3 separate regions of the Mus musculus genome follow, and all the other regions are linked to region 2. Evidence: chromatin contacts called from public ChIA-PET and HiChIP or PLAC-seq data. All regions are on one chromosome and are shown on one strand. Each heading gives the region's core, a stretch centred on a gene start, on an enhancer-like site or on the middle of the called end of the contact. The rest is flanking DNA. Distances are from core to core; before and after follow the strand shown. Region 1 has its middle 37 kb from the start of Gm26761. Region 2 overlaps Tbc1d1 (TBC1 domain family, member 1). Region 3 overlaps Rell1 (RELT-like 1).

What was found. ChIA-PET counts read pairs in DNA pulled down with a chosen protein or histone mark. HiChIP or PLAC-seq counts read pairs in DNA pulled down with a chosen protein or histone mark.
Region 1: an RNA polymerase II ChIA-PET map of memory CD8 T cells shows a contact between it and region 2, with 80 read pairs. The contact joins two enhancer-like sites. A contact is called at or near these places in 1 of 484 Hi-C or Micro-C datasets (bone marrow-derived macrophages) and 6 of 115 datasets of contacts at active chromatin or transcription factors (CD8 T cells, bone marrow-derived macrophages, fibro-adipogenic progenitors and 3 more).
Region 3: a contact with region 2 is called in an H3K4me3 HiChIP or PLAC-seq map of bone marrow-derived macrophages, with 7 times the contacts expected there. The contact joins two enhancer-like sites. A contact is called at or near these places in 3 of 115 datasets of contacts at active chromatin or transcription factors (bone marrow-derived macrophages, memory CD8 T cells and pancreatic cancer cells) and 1 of 9 other capture datasets (liver).

What each region holds. Positions count from the first base shown.
Region 1 is chr5:64,660,625-64,664,269 of GRCm38.p6, forward strand. No RefSeq gene overlaps it. Among named protein-coding and RNA genes, the nearest start is that of Gm26761, 37 kb to the right of the region's middle. Within about 2 kb of position 1,612, at least 49 of the 459 cell types and tissues checked have an H3K27ac peak or open chromatin away from gene starts, as enhancers often do. A contact at or near this core is called in CD8 T cells, bone marrow-derived macrophages and memory CD8 T cells, where this site is marked.
Region 2 is chr5:64,295,182-64,298,714 of GRCm38.p6, forward strand. The region is part of intron 14 of Tbc1d1 (TBC1 domain family, member 1); the gene reads left to right. Among named protein-coding and RNA genes, the nearest start is that of Gm38634, 40 kb to the left of the region's middle. Within about 2 kb of position 2,085, at least 169 of the 459 cell types and tissues checked have an H3K27ac peak or open chromatin away from gene starts, as enhancers often do. A contact at or near this core is called in CD8 T cells, bone marrow-derived macrophages and memory CD8 T cells, where this site is marked.
Region 3 is chr5:63,941,071-63,944,772 of GRCm38.p6, forward strand. The region is part of intron 1 of Rell1 (RELT-like 1); the gene reads right to left. Among named protein-coding and RNA genes, the nearest start is that of Rell1, 26 kb to the right of the region's middle. Within about 2 kb of position 2,406, at least 53 of the 459 cell types and tissues checked have an H3K27ac peak or open chromatin away from gene starts, as enhancers often do. A contact at or near this core is called in bone marrow-derived macrophages and memory CD8 T cells, where this site is marked.

The DNA of each region.
Region 1 (3,645 bases), core at 362-2,861, 360 kb after region 2:
GTTAACCATCATCATCACTGGTATCTAGGCTTTCCAAATAGTCCAACAAAGCAGTCCCAAATAAAACCCCTGGGAATTCAGATCACAGGAGCCGTTAAATAGGCACAGAGTGCCTTCTAGCCTCCATATGACAGTCTTCCAAGTTGGAAACAATTAATATGTGAAGCAGGAGAATTCTAAGTTCAAGGCCAGCCTAGGACACATAGTGAGACCCTGATTCAAAACAAATAATACCAAAGGAAAAACTTGGTCATCTAATCCTGCCACTTCCCTGGATGTTTCTATCTTCAATTATCATCCTGACCTAGCTGACTTCTACCAATGATTAGTCAGTTATAGGCCAACTCCATGTAGGTATTTGAGGTTTCATTCTCTAGCTTAAACAATGGCTGCTCTTCTGACCAGTAGCACTAATATGGAAAATATACCTGTCATTAATTGTAAAAATGCTTGCTGACATTTACTGCAGTCTTCCCAAGTCCAGTTTGTATCAGGTTTACTTTTTTATTAATAACTGTCAAAGGACATCACTTTTTCGTAGGCATGTTATTATTGTCAACAAATATGTCAGCAGTCATACTCTCTTGGGCCCAAATCAATCAACATCAGACGGCTTAAGGACGTATTCTCCATCTAACTTCGAGTGCTGCATTGTTAACGCAATGCTGAAAGACAACCTCTTTCTGAGGTGCAAAAAAGATGCTTAGACTAGAACTCAACTGGTTAAAAATTACATCATATTGCAATCACATTGGAAGTAATGAGTAGAAAGAAGAGACTTAGATAGGAAAGCCTTTGTTAAAACGTATCCTGTCTCATGTCATCTAACCCTGAGGAAACAATATAAAATTAAATAAACACATATCCTCCACCAGCTAATGAAGTTTTATCCTCTCAGGCTTCAGATAAACAGATCGCTGTTCATAAATTTTGCACCTTAGAATCTTCCAGCTCCAGGGCTGGAGACCCAGCTTAGCTGGTCGAGAGCTTGTCCATTTTGCATGGAATTCTTGGTTGATAGATAGCACCATAAGTTGGATGTGGTGGTCATGTAATCCCAATCACTCCAAAGGTGAAGACAAGAGAAGAGAAGTTCGGGGTCCTCCTCTGCTACATCTAAGGCCAGCTTGTAATAGATGATAGATAGATGTAATAGTCTCGAAAGAAAACAAAACAAAACAAAACAAAACAAAACTCTATTTTACTACCACCGCTTTTTCTATTGTTGGAAATACTTTTAAACCCTGCAAGAGTTAATTGTGTGACATGCTTCTCAGCAGGGAGCCACCCAAGTAAAAATCCAAGGTGATGGCTTCACAAGGAGACACAGGAACCATGCCCAATTGATTTCCTGGCTGGGAGCAAAGCTCTGCTACCTTTTGTCTCCAGGAACTGTCAGCATCACCAGGTTAAAAATGCATGCTCCCAACTCCGCCCCGTGCCTGAAGATCTCACATTTAGTCAGTTTCCCTTTGTTCTCAAGACCATATCTCCTTTCTGTACTTTTTTTTTCTCATTTGACTCAAATCAGGAAGGATTCAGGTCGTACCTACAACTTCCCCCCATCGATTCAGATAACAAGGAGGGTGTGGGAGTGAGAAGAAATTGAAAGTAGGGAGTGGAAAGTTGGAGCTTTCTGGTGGGGTCACCTCACCAGTCCCTTGGGGAGACGATCACAGTTTGAGTTGCTCGTTAGTAATTTTATTTCTAGGAAGCCTCTGTCTGTAAGTATTTCCTCCATAGTCCCCAGATTCCAAGGTCTTTGTTTGCTGGATAACCTTCCCACCCCTGTGCCTTTGCAGTTCTTACATATAAAACTAAATGATTCCAAGACAGTTTCTATAATTACTTTTAAAAAAGAAAAAAAATCAATAGCTCTCAGAAAACATATTGGCTTGATCTTCTAACCAGACTAGAGATGAAAGACAGGGTAGTTTCAGTTCTCTTGCTAAGATCAAGGCTTGAGGTGTCAAAAGCTCTAGCACTGTGGCTCCCTCCGACAGCTTGTAGCTCTGTGGACCACCTCTGCTTTCATGCAAATGTAACCCGGCCTCATTAGGAAGTATTAGTTCCCGTTTCAGCCTCAAGCATCAAAGCCATTTGTCATAATTGCTATAATTAGACCAGGCTGAAACACACCAATCGAACAGGCTGTTGCTTCGTGGGTGTGGTTGCAAGGGTATCCACGACCTGAAATTCCCACTGTGAGGTACTTTCCTCGAGTTAAGGTGTTGTTTTTCTTTAAATATATGAATATATATGAACATATGTCAGAAAGCATCTCATTCCACTGCTCATTTGCTGGCTCCTCTTGATGTATTTTAATTACTGGAGAAAGAAAGATATTTGAAGCTTCTGTGTCCAAGTCAGGTATGGCTAACTATGGTAGCTGATGGTAAGTTGATTCCTGGGATGCATTTGGTAGAAGAAGAGAACTAACTCCCACAAATTGTCCTTTGCCAAATCCAGGTTCCATATCTTCATTCAAGGCCTTGGCTATCTGCTGATTCCCTCCGCAGCCCTTCTTCCTATCATGGGTGTATGTTCTCTGAGATTATATACTGGATTCATTCTTCAAAACTATCAACTCTCCAGTTCCTTTACAAGTCTATAGAAGTCCCATTTCTTCCCCCTCTGCCCATCTTTTACTATTTTTCTAATCATCCAATAAGGAAAGATGGATTCACCCAGTGGTTCTCAATGGGATGATACCCATCTATGGACATACAACAACATCTAGAAACAAAAGACTGGTATTTTAACACACACACAAATACACACATTTGTCACTTATAAATTTATATTTAACTAACATAAAATATTTAACTTCTATTGCTCAATTTATAAACCATGGAAGGTGATTGCTAAAGGTCTAGTTAGGGAACACATGGTGGCAGGGGAGCACACAGAAGCCTGGGGCACAATGAGGCAGCTAAGAGAGAGACTGTATCTAGAGAAAAGCAGGGCTGAGTTAGATCTCTCTTGCACTGAGGAAGCCTTTCCTTTAGAGCTGCAACACTTGCCTCGGGGAAACCTTTTGTCTCAGACCTATATAACTCGGACAGTGACTTGAATCTGATCAAAGTTATATCAGAGCTCCTTCCAAGACACACATGAGACTGGGTGACATCAGAATCCCACTCCCAAACAACCCACTCTGTCAGCCCAACAGGAGATGTGCCATTGGGTGGGCTGTGCTAGATACCATGTAATTGTTAAGCCCTGGCTGTCATTGTTTGCAGAGACATATTTGACTTGAACACAGGGATCCTAAGTCCTAGACTGACTCCTAAAGCATGACACAAAGAGGCATCGTTCAAAAGGTTCAAAAGAGCAACCAGTTAAAAGGTTGGCAATTCACCAAGCTGCCAACAAGGGAGCCTGCATGGGACAGACCTGGGCCCTCTGCAAGTATGTTGTATTGTGTAACTTGGTCTTTTTTTGGGACTCCTAACAATGGGAACAGAAGCTGTCTCTGACTATGTTGCCTGCCTTTGGCACCCTTTCCTCCTATTGGGTTGCCTCTTCTAGACTTAATAGGAGAGGAGGTTCCTAGTCTTACTGCGACTTGATGTGCCATGGCTGGTTGATATCCATGGGAGACCTGCCCTTTTCTGAAGAGAAAGGGAGGGGGATGGAGTGGGG
Region 2 (3,533 bases), core at 835-3,334:
CAGAGTGAGTTCCAGGACAGCCGGGGCTACACAGAGAAACCCTGTCTTGAAAAACCAGAAAAAAAAAAAATTAGCTCCTCATGGTAACATCATTTTAGGTGCTCAGAGGCCACAAGTAAGATCACACAGTATTCAAGAGTACAGGTTTAGAATATGCCCCCGCACCCAGTTCAGTAGTATCATCCTGCCACTCCCCTGCCTCCTTAGATTTGCTGCCCAAGAAAGATCTAAGGAGATTTCTCATTGTACTGCCTGCCACTCAGAACTACTGATGGAAGCTGCAGAGCCCAAGTGTGTGTGTTCTCTGTTCGCTGATATGGTCATCTATAGGCAGAGTCAAGATTGCCCATACTTCTCCCCCAAAATAGCATTGCTGAAAGTGTGTGATAGATATCAAGTGTACCACTTTCAAGGAATCCTAAAAGCAGGTGAGGATGTTGAAAGTCATCTATTCAACTTCCTTATAGATGAAGAAGCTGAGGCTTGTGAGAACAGGACCTGTTGGTCACCAGGCCTTTTGGTGGTAGATTCTTCTCTCCAATTCTTGCCTCTTTTTGTGGCAGAGTGTCACCAAGCAGGTTGTCTTCCCTGAGCCTCTTCCTGTCTCACTCATTTCCAGTTCAATGACAGGAAGTTGTTCTCAGCTTCTTAGCCATCTCCTGTGCTGTGTAGCTGTGCCTAAGGGCACTCAGGAAACAATGGAGGACTATAAGCCCATCTTCCTCAGTGGCTATTGAATTCTAAGATCAGCAGGTGACTCCAGCCAGCTCACTGTGGGTACAGCTCAGTGTGGGTACTGGGGACCAAAACTGTGTCCTCTGCAAGAACAGTACATGCTCTTAGCACCAAGCCATTTCTACAGACACTGATGGTAAGCAAGGTGGAAAGATTCTTTTTGTACTTGATTAAATCTTGTCATCAATACCCTAAGGCTATAGATTGTAAAAAGTTCTTCTTGATAGCCTGGAATTTTTTTTTCATGTTTAAACAAAACAAGAAAATTCTTATAGTGCCTCACTTTATATATGAGAAGACCGAGACCCATAGCCCCAGTGCTCACAGCAGTCTTCATTTGTCCTTTAATAGCTCCAGTGCTCACAGCAGTCTTCATTTGTCCTTTACTTAGAAGAGTCTGGGATCAGTGTTCTTTGGGGACCATTTACAGAGTAGCCTGTCAGATGCTTGGAGATGGGCTAGCATGGTCTAGCATGGGCTAGCGGGGCTGCCCTGCTTGTCTCCTCTCAGCTCCGTGCCTGGTCCCTATCTCAGCTCCTTGTTGTGTCAGATGTGTTATGGTCACTGTGGAGCTGTGAGGGGGCAGCATTGCACAGCTCCTCAGAGCTCAGGCCTCCCACACAAGGCAGAAGTGGGAGTCTTCAGAAAAGAACGGGGAACTTTCCACACACATCCACACGGAGATGCTGAGCTCTGGACTGCTGTGATGTCAAAGTGATGGGACCTTTGGGAGGCCGCGGGCTTACAGAAGTCTTCCTCATGCCGGGCCTCTTCCTCTCATGCCCTCCTCCCCTTCCCAGCTGTGGTGCTCCAGAGGGGAATCTGTAGGCTCTTTCCACTGCCCCGTTCCAGCCTGCAAGCCTTTGTTTTCAAAGCAAAGCAAAACTCTAGGCCTGGTGTGAGAGGGCACTCCCATAGTCTCTGGAGGCTGAGGCAGGAGGAGCAGAGAGTTCAAGGGCAGATTGTACCACATTGCAAGACTTGTTTAAAAGGAAAAAAACTAAAAAGTAAGATTCCATGCTGGTTACTAAGACCCGCTGTGATAATAATTTGCTTCTGGCCATTTGAGAGAAAGTGGGTGACCTTGGAGGTACTTGGGTGACCTTGGAGGTACTTGTGTGACCTTGGAGGTACTTGGGTGACCTTGGAGGTACTTGGTGACCTTGGAGGTACTTGCGTGACCTTGGAGGTACTCGCAGATCAGAGTAGTGCCCTGGCATTGGTTTGTGTGTAAAACACACACTTACACCTCGAAGCGGCTGAGATGCTCAGCTTTGGTTGTGAGTTTCCTCTTGTAAAAGTGAAACCCTTAAAGCCATTAGCACCCTCCCCTGTCCCCAGCCCACACTAACCTTTGTTCTACTTTCTATTTCTATGAATGTGGCTACTTTACATGGTTCCTGTGAAAGGCAGCCTTTGTCTTCTTGTTTCAAGTTTATTTAAGTAGTTTCCTCTTGCTAGCTCATAGCAGGTTTTCCCTTTCAAGGTCAAATTATACCTGCAGTGTTTTGTGTGCCACGTGTGGTTTTGCTTACTTATATTGACTGGCCTTTTTTAGTACCCATTTCTTAGCAGTTGTGACTAACTGTGAACCTTGGTGCAAATGCCAGAAGTGAGGCGCCTGACCAAATGACCCTTGTATTTTTAATGTGCCACACTCTTTTCACAGCATTGGTGCTTTCCCGGTGCCCTAGGGTTCCACACACACACACACACACACACACACACACACACACATCTTCTCTTGCTATTTTCTGGTTAATTTGCTAGTGGTCAGTCTAGTGAGGTGATTACCCCATTGTGGCTCCTCTGTGACCTGTGTGGCTAACACTGGTTTTGCGATGTCCTCCATAGATATGCAGGTATAGCATAGAGTAATGACAGCGTCTACCTGATAGGAGGGATGTGGACCAGTCAGTGGAAGCTGTAATCACATAGGATGCAGACAGCCTCTTCTCTTTGGGGATTTAGAAAACAAAAGTAGGCACCTCCCCTACAAATGGCAGCCACATTGTTCAGCTTTGTTTTCTGACACAAACTCTTGCAGTGTAGGCCAGACCAGCCTTGACCTCAGAAGTCCTCCTGAGTGCTTGGATTATAGGCTTTACTGCCACACCTATGTTCAGCTCACACTTAACATCACAGAGGCTGTCATTTTTGCAGAAGAGTCATATTGTCAAAAAGACATCTTCTGGTCCCTTAGACTATGTGTGGCCATTTGCTTGGTTGCCTCAGTCTGCCAGCTGCCTCAACAGTTGCGGATACCTAAGGACGATGCTGTCTCTTAAGCTGATATGTCCAGGATGTTTGCCTGGTCAGGAAAGCCTTAGTGCTGTGTTTTCCATGGAGAGAGGCCACAATTTCACATTTAACAAGCTGAACATTATAGGAGTCGGGCAAGGACTGGGTCCACTAGTTTAAACTTCTGTTTCATAGCATCCCTCTATGCTTAAACTTCCTCATCCCCTCTTCCGAGCAAGCACAAAAGTGTTTCCCAACTCACAGGCTTCCTTTCATGGATTCCAGCCTTAGATCACACCCAGATAAGCATTGTGTAATAGGTGGGCGGGACTAGAATTTCAGCGACATATACCCACAAGGCAGGTGGGCGGGGGAGGAGGGCAGCAGAGGTCCTGGCTACAGCTGTGAGCCACTCAGGCCTGCGGTCCAGCAGCGACTTAGATAAAGGTCCCTGTGGAATTCCGGTTGTTCCCTAGCCATGGCTTTTCTGACTCTTCCCTTGCTCACACATTTCTTCCCTGTACTCCTCCTGGGACTTTCTCCCTGAGAGTCTTCTC
Region 3 (3,702 bases), core at 1,156-3,655, 350 kb before region 2:
CCTTCTTCGACCACATGCTTTATGCCACAGGGATGGCTGAAGATCAAATAGCTTCCCTCAGAGTCATTGCCTGTTTCAGGCAGAAGGTAAAGATCAATTAGCAGTGGGGAGCAGGAATGAGCAGTGGGCTCAGAAGTGGTGTCAACAGCAGCTCAGACCCGGGTGGTTGAGAGTGTGTCTTCGCTGTCCACTCGGCCAGCACCTAGCCTGCATGTACAGAGTTGTGTGGTTTGCAAACAAGAATCACTTAATTCACTTAATTCATTAACTAGCATCATTCACTTAATCTCAACTGCAGTGCAATGGAAAAGTTGCAGGTGGTGGGAATTTACATTTGCGAGCCAGGCAATTCTCGAGATGTACTAAAGCACTGAACTTAAAAGCTCGGGCTGCCTGCTGGCTGGAACAGCTCAGCCACTTAGGAGCTCTCTCATCATTAGTGAGCAAAATGTAAATGTTCAATGCTTGGTGTCCTCATCCATAAAATGCCATCAGAGTGACTGTAGCTGAGACAGGGCATGGTGGTACACACCTGTCATCCCAGCACACACAAGACAGAGACAGAGGAGACAGCCCAAGGCCAGAGAGAGGCTGCCTTAAAACAAGCAAAGTACTGAGTGTACCCTTGATGGTTTGAAAACAGCCACTAGATTTTGGATGACAAAATCATGAACAAGGGGAGCCATCCTCTTCTCTCCTTAAAAAAAATCTCACCTGTGGGGCTGGAAACAATGGTTCAGCAGTTAAGGGCACTGACTGCTCTTCCAAAGGTCCTGAGTTCAATTCCCAGCAACCAATGGTGGCTCACAACCATCTGTAATGGGATCTGATACACTCTTCTGGTGTATGTCTGAAGACAGCTACAGTGTACTCATATAAATAATAAATAAATAAGAAGAATAAAAATCTCGCCTGTGATTTGTCAGAACAACACAACTCGTCGGGGGTTGGGATCTAGACCCCAGGCCTTAAGCAACTCACTTCCTACTTCCTGCATCTTTAGGCATTTGCTCTTGGCACCGGGCCACATGCTATAAGGAAGCCCAACCTGTTTATGTAAAGAGACCAGCAGCAGGCATCAACTTGCCAACCTGTAAACAAACTGGCTTGGAAGTAGATCCTAGAACCAGGAGATGCTGGGATGCTGAGTGGAGCAAAGATGAGCTGTCCAGATGAGCGACACTGAACTTTGAGGTAATCTTTTATGTAGCAATAGCCTAGCAAGCAGAAGTTCGAGCCCGTGAAGTCACTAAGAGATTAACTCTACTAACACTTACACAACAGAGAAAAGGAGCATTATCAGAGAAGTTCAGTGGCCATTGAGTATTCCCACCAACGCACAAACTAAAGCAGGAAGGAGATGGGAAACACTACAGAGGACCTCAAAATATAAAATAAAAAGATGGGTGGTGGTTGCAGCAGAGGACACATGCCAGTGAGTCCCAGGACAGCCAGGGCTATGCAGAGAAACCCTGTCTCAAAAAAAAAAAAAAAAAAAAAGAAAAAAAAAAGTGAACTAGAACTGTCATTTGATCCAAAAATCTTACAGGTGTGTTTATATCCAAAAGAGTAAGGACTTCGAGGATCTCTCTATCTGTGCAGCAGTCACAAAAGCCCTAGTAAGGAATTAATTTAAGTGCCGCACGATAGCCATAGGGATAAAGAGACTGCAGTGTGCATATATAACGGGCTACTGCTCGGCTCCAGAAAAGAAGAGAAGTGTCGCTAAATGATGGCATGGATGAGTCTCAAGGATGTCACACTAAGTCAGCCAAACACAGGACAAACATCATATAGCGTCACTTATATGAAATGTCTAAAATGTGCAGTCCCCACTTATCTGCAGGGGATTTACTCTAAAACACCCCCCAATGGATGTCTAAAAACACCAGGAGTACCCAGCCCCGTATCTACTATATGCACATACCTGTGATGATGCAGTGTAACTTTAAAATTGGGAATAATAGCTGCACAGAAGTCCCTAGTGGTAGTGTGTTTGAATGAGAATGTACCCCCGCACCACCACCACCCCCTCCCCGCCCCATACACTCATATATTTGAAAGCTTGGTCACTAGCGACTGGAACTGTTTGAAAGGCTTAGGATTAGAAAGTGTGGCTTTCTTAGAGGAAGTGTGTCACTGTAGGTCACCTGGCCCAGGCTCTGTCTCTGTCTCTCTCTCTCTTTCTGTCTCTCTCTCTCTTTCTGTCTCTCTCTGTGTCTCAGTCTGATGGCTGAGGTAGTTACTAGCAGGTTGGTAGCAAGCAGCATGGACACTCTGGACAAAGGGACGACTCACGTCCCAAGCAGACAGGAGCAGGGTTTCGCAGCGCTCGGCAGTAGGATGCGCAGCTAGATGGGTATGCATGTTTCGTTTCTGTAACTTTCCATTTCATATTTATGGAACACAGCTGATCATGGGTAACTAAAACCACAAAGAGCAAAGCTACAGAGGGACTGCTGTGGTCAGAGCCCTAGAAAGAGAAAGCAGAAGGGCGGGGAGGGGTGGGAGTGGCTGATATATGGAGAATCCAATGCACCGACTATATGAGATAAATAAATCCTGATAACAGGGTGTTGTGCAATTAATTTGGTGAGTGGAAGAACATATTAAGCATTCTTGCAGAGAAAGGAGGAGAGGGATGAAAGACAGGGGAGGGAGGGAGGGAGGGAGGAAGGGAGGGAGGGAGGGAGGGAGGGAGGGAGGGAGGGAGGGAGGGAGGGAACCACATAAAGAAAAGGTTAGGAGGAGATCCAAGAGGACCATGGGCAGATCACACTTCCCTAAACACAAGAGAAACCTTTCAGGGATCAATGTGAAATCTTTTTTTTTTCTTTTTCGTTTTTCGAGACAGAGTTTCTCTGTGTAGCCCTGGCTGTCCTGGAACTCACTTTGTAGACCTGGCTGGCCTTGAACTCAGAAATCCGCCTGCCTCTGCCTTCCAAGTGCTGGGATTAAAGGCGTGCACCACCACACCCAGCTGATGTGAAATCTTTTAACTCCCTCCTGCTGAATTCTACTCCAATTCTTGGTATTTTCTTTTTAAAAACTCCGAGTAAGTCAGGCATGATGACGTACGCCTTGGATCCCAATTGCAGAAGGCAGAAGCGGGTGAATCTCTGAATTCGAGGCCAGCCTGGTCTACAGAGCAAGTTCCAGGACAGCAAGGCCCACACAGGGAAACCCTGTCTGGAGAAACTAAAATATAAAGAACCATAAACATAAATAAAATAAAACCTAAAACTAAAATCAACTGAGGAAAGATGGAATAAAGGAAAACCCAACAAGGCACAGGGAAACTCTGGTGGCTGCAGACAGCAGGTCGCCACCCAGGTAAGGACCGGAGGGCTGAGCAGGCTTGGCTCTTTCCGAAAGACAGTTCTGAGGTGAAGGGAAGAAACTTCCCTCTGGAGTTTTTCTCTCTCTCAACAGAAAAAAAAGACAAAGTATCAGTTCCTCGAATGTGTCACTACAGCACAATGGTTAAAATTGGGTTATTTGTAGAAAAAGAATAGGTTACTTTGACTCGAGGTTCTGGAAGCAACAAGCCCAAGAACTGCTGCTGGCAGACTGTGGTGGGAAGCCGAGGGAAGGAGTGCAGGTGTAGCAAGCACCAGGGGCAGCCCTGCCTCACAGCAATATTAACCAATGCTCGACCATACCTAATGGATCTCCCTGAGCAAGAAGTGGCACAGGTTAGCC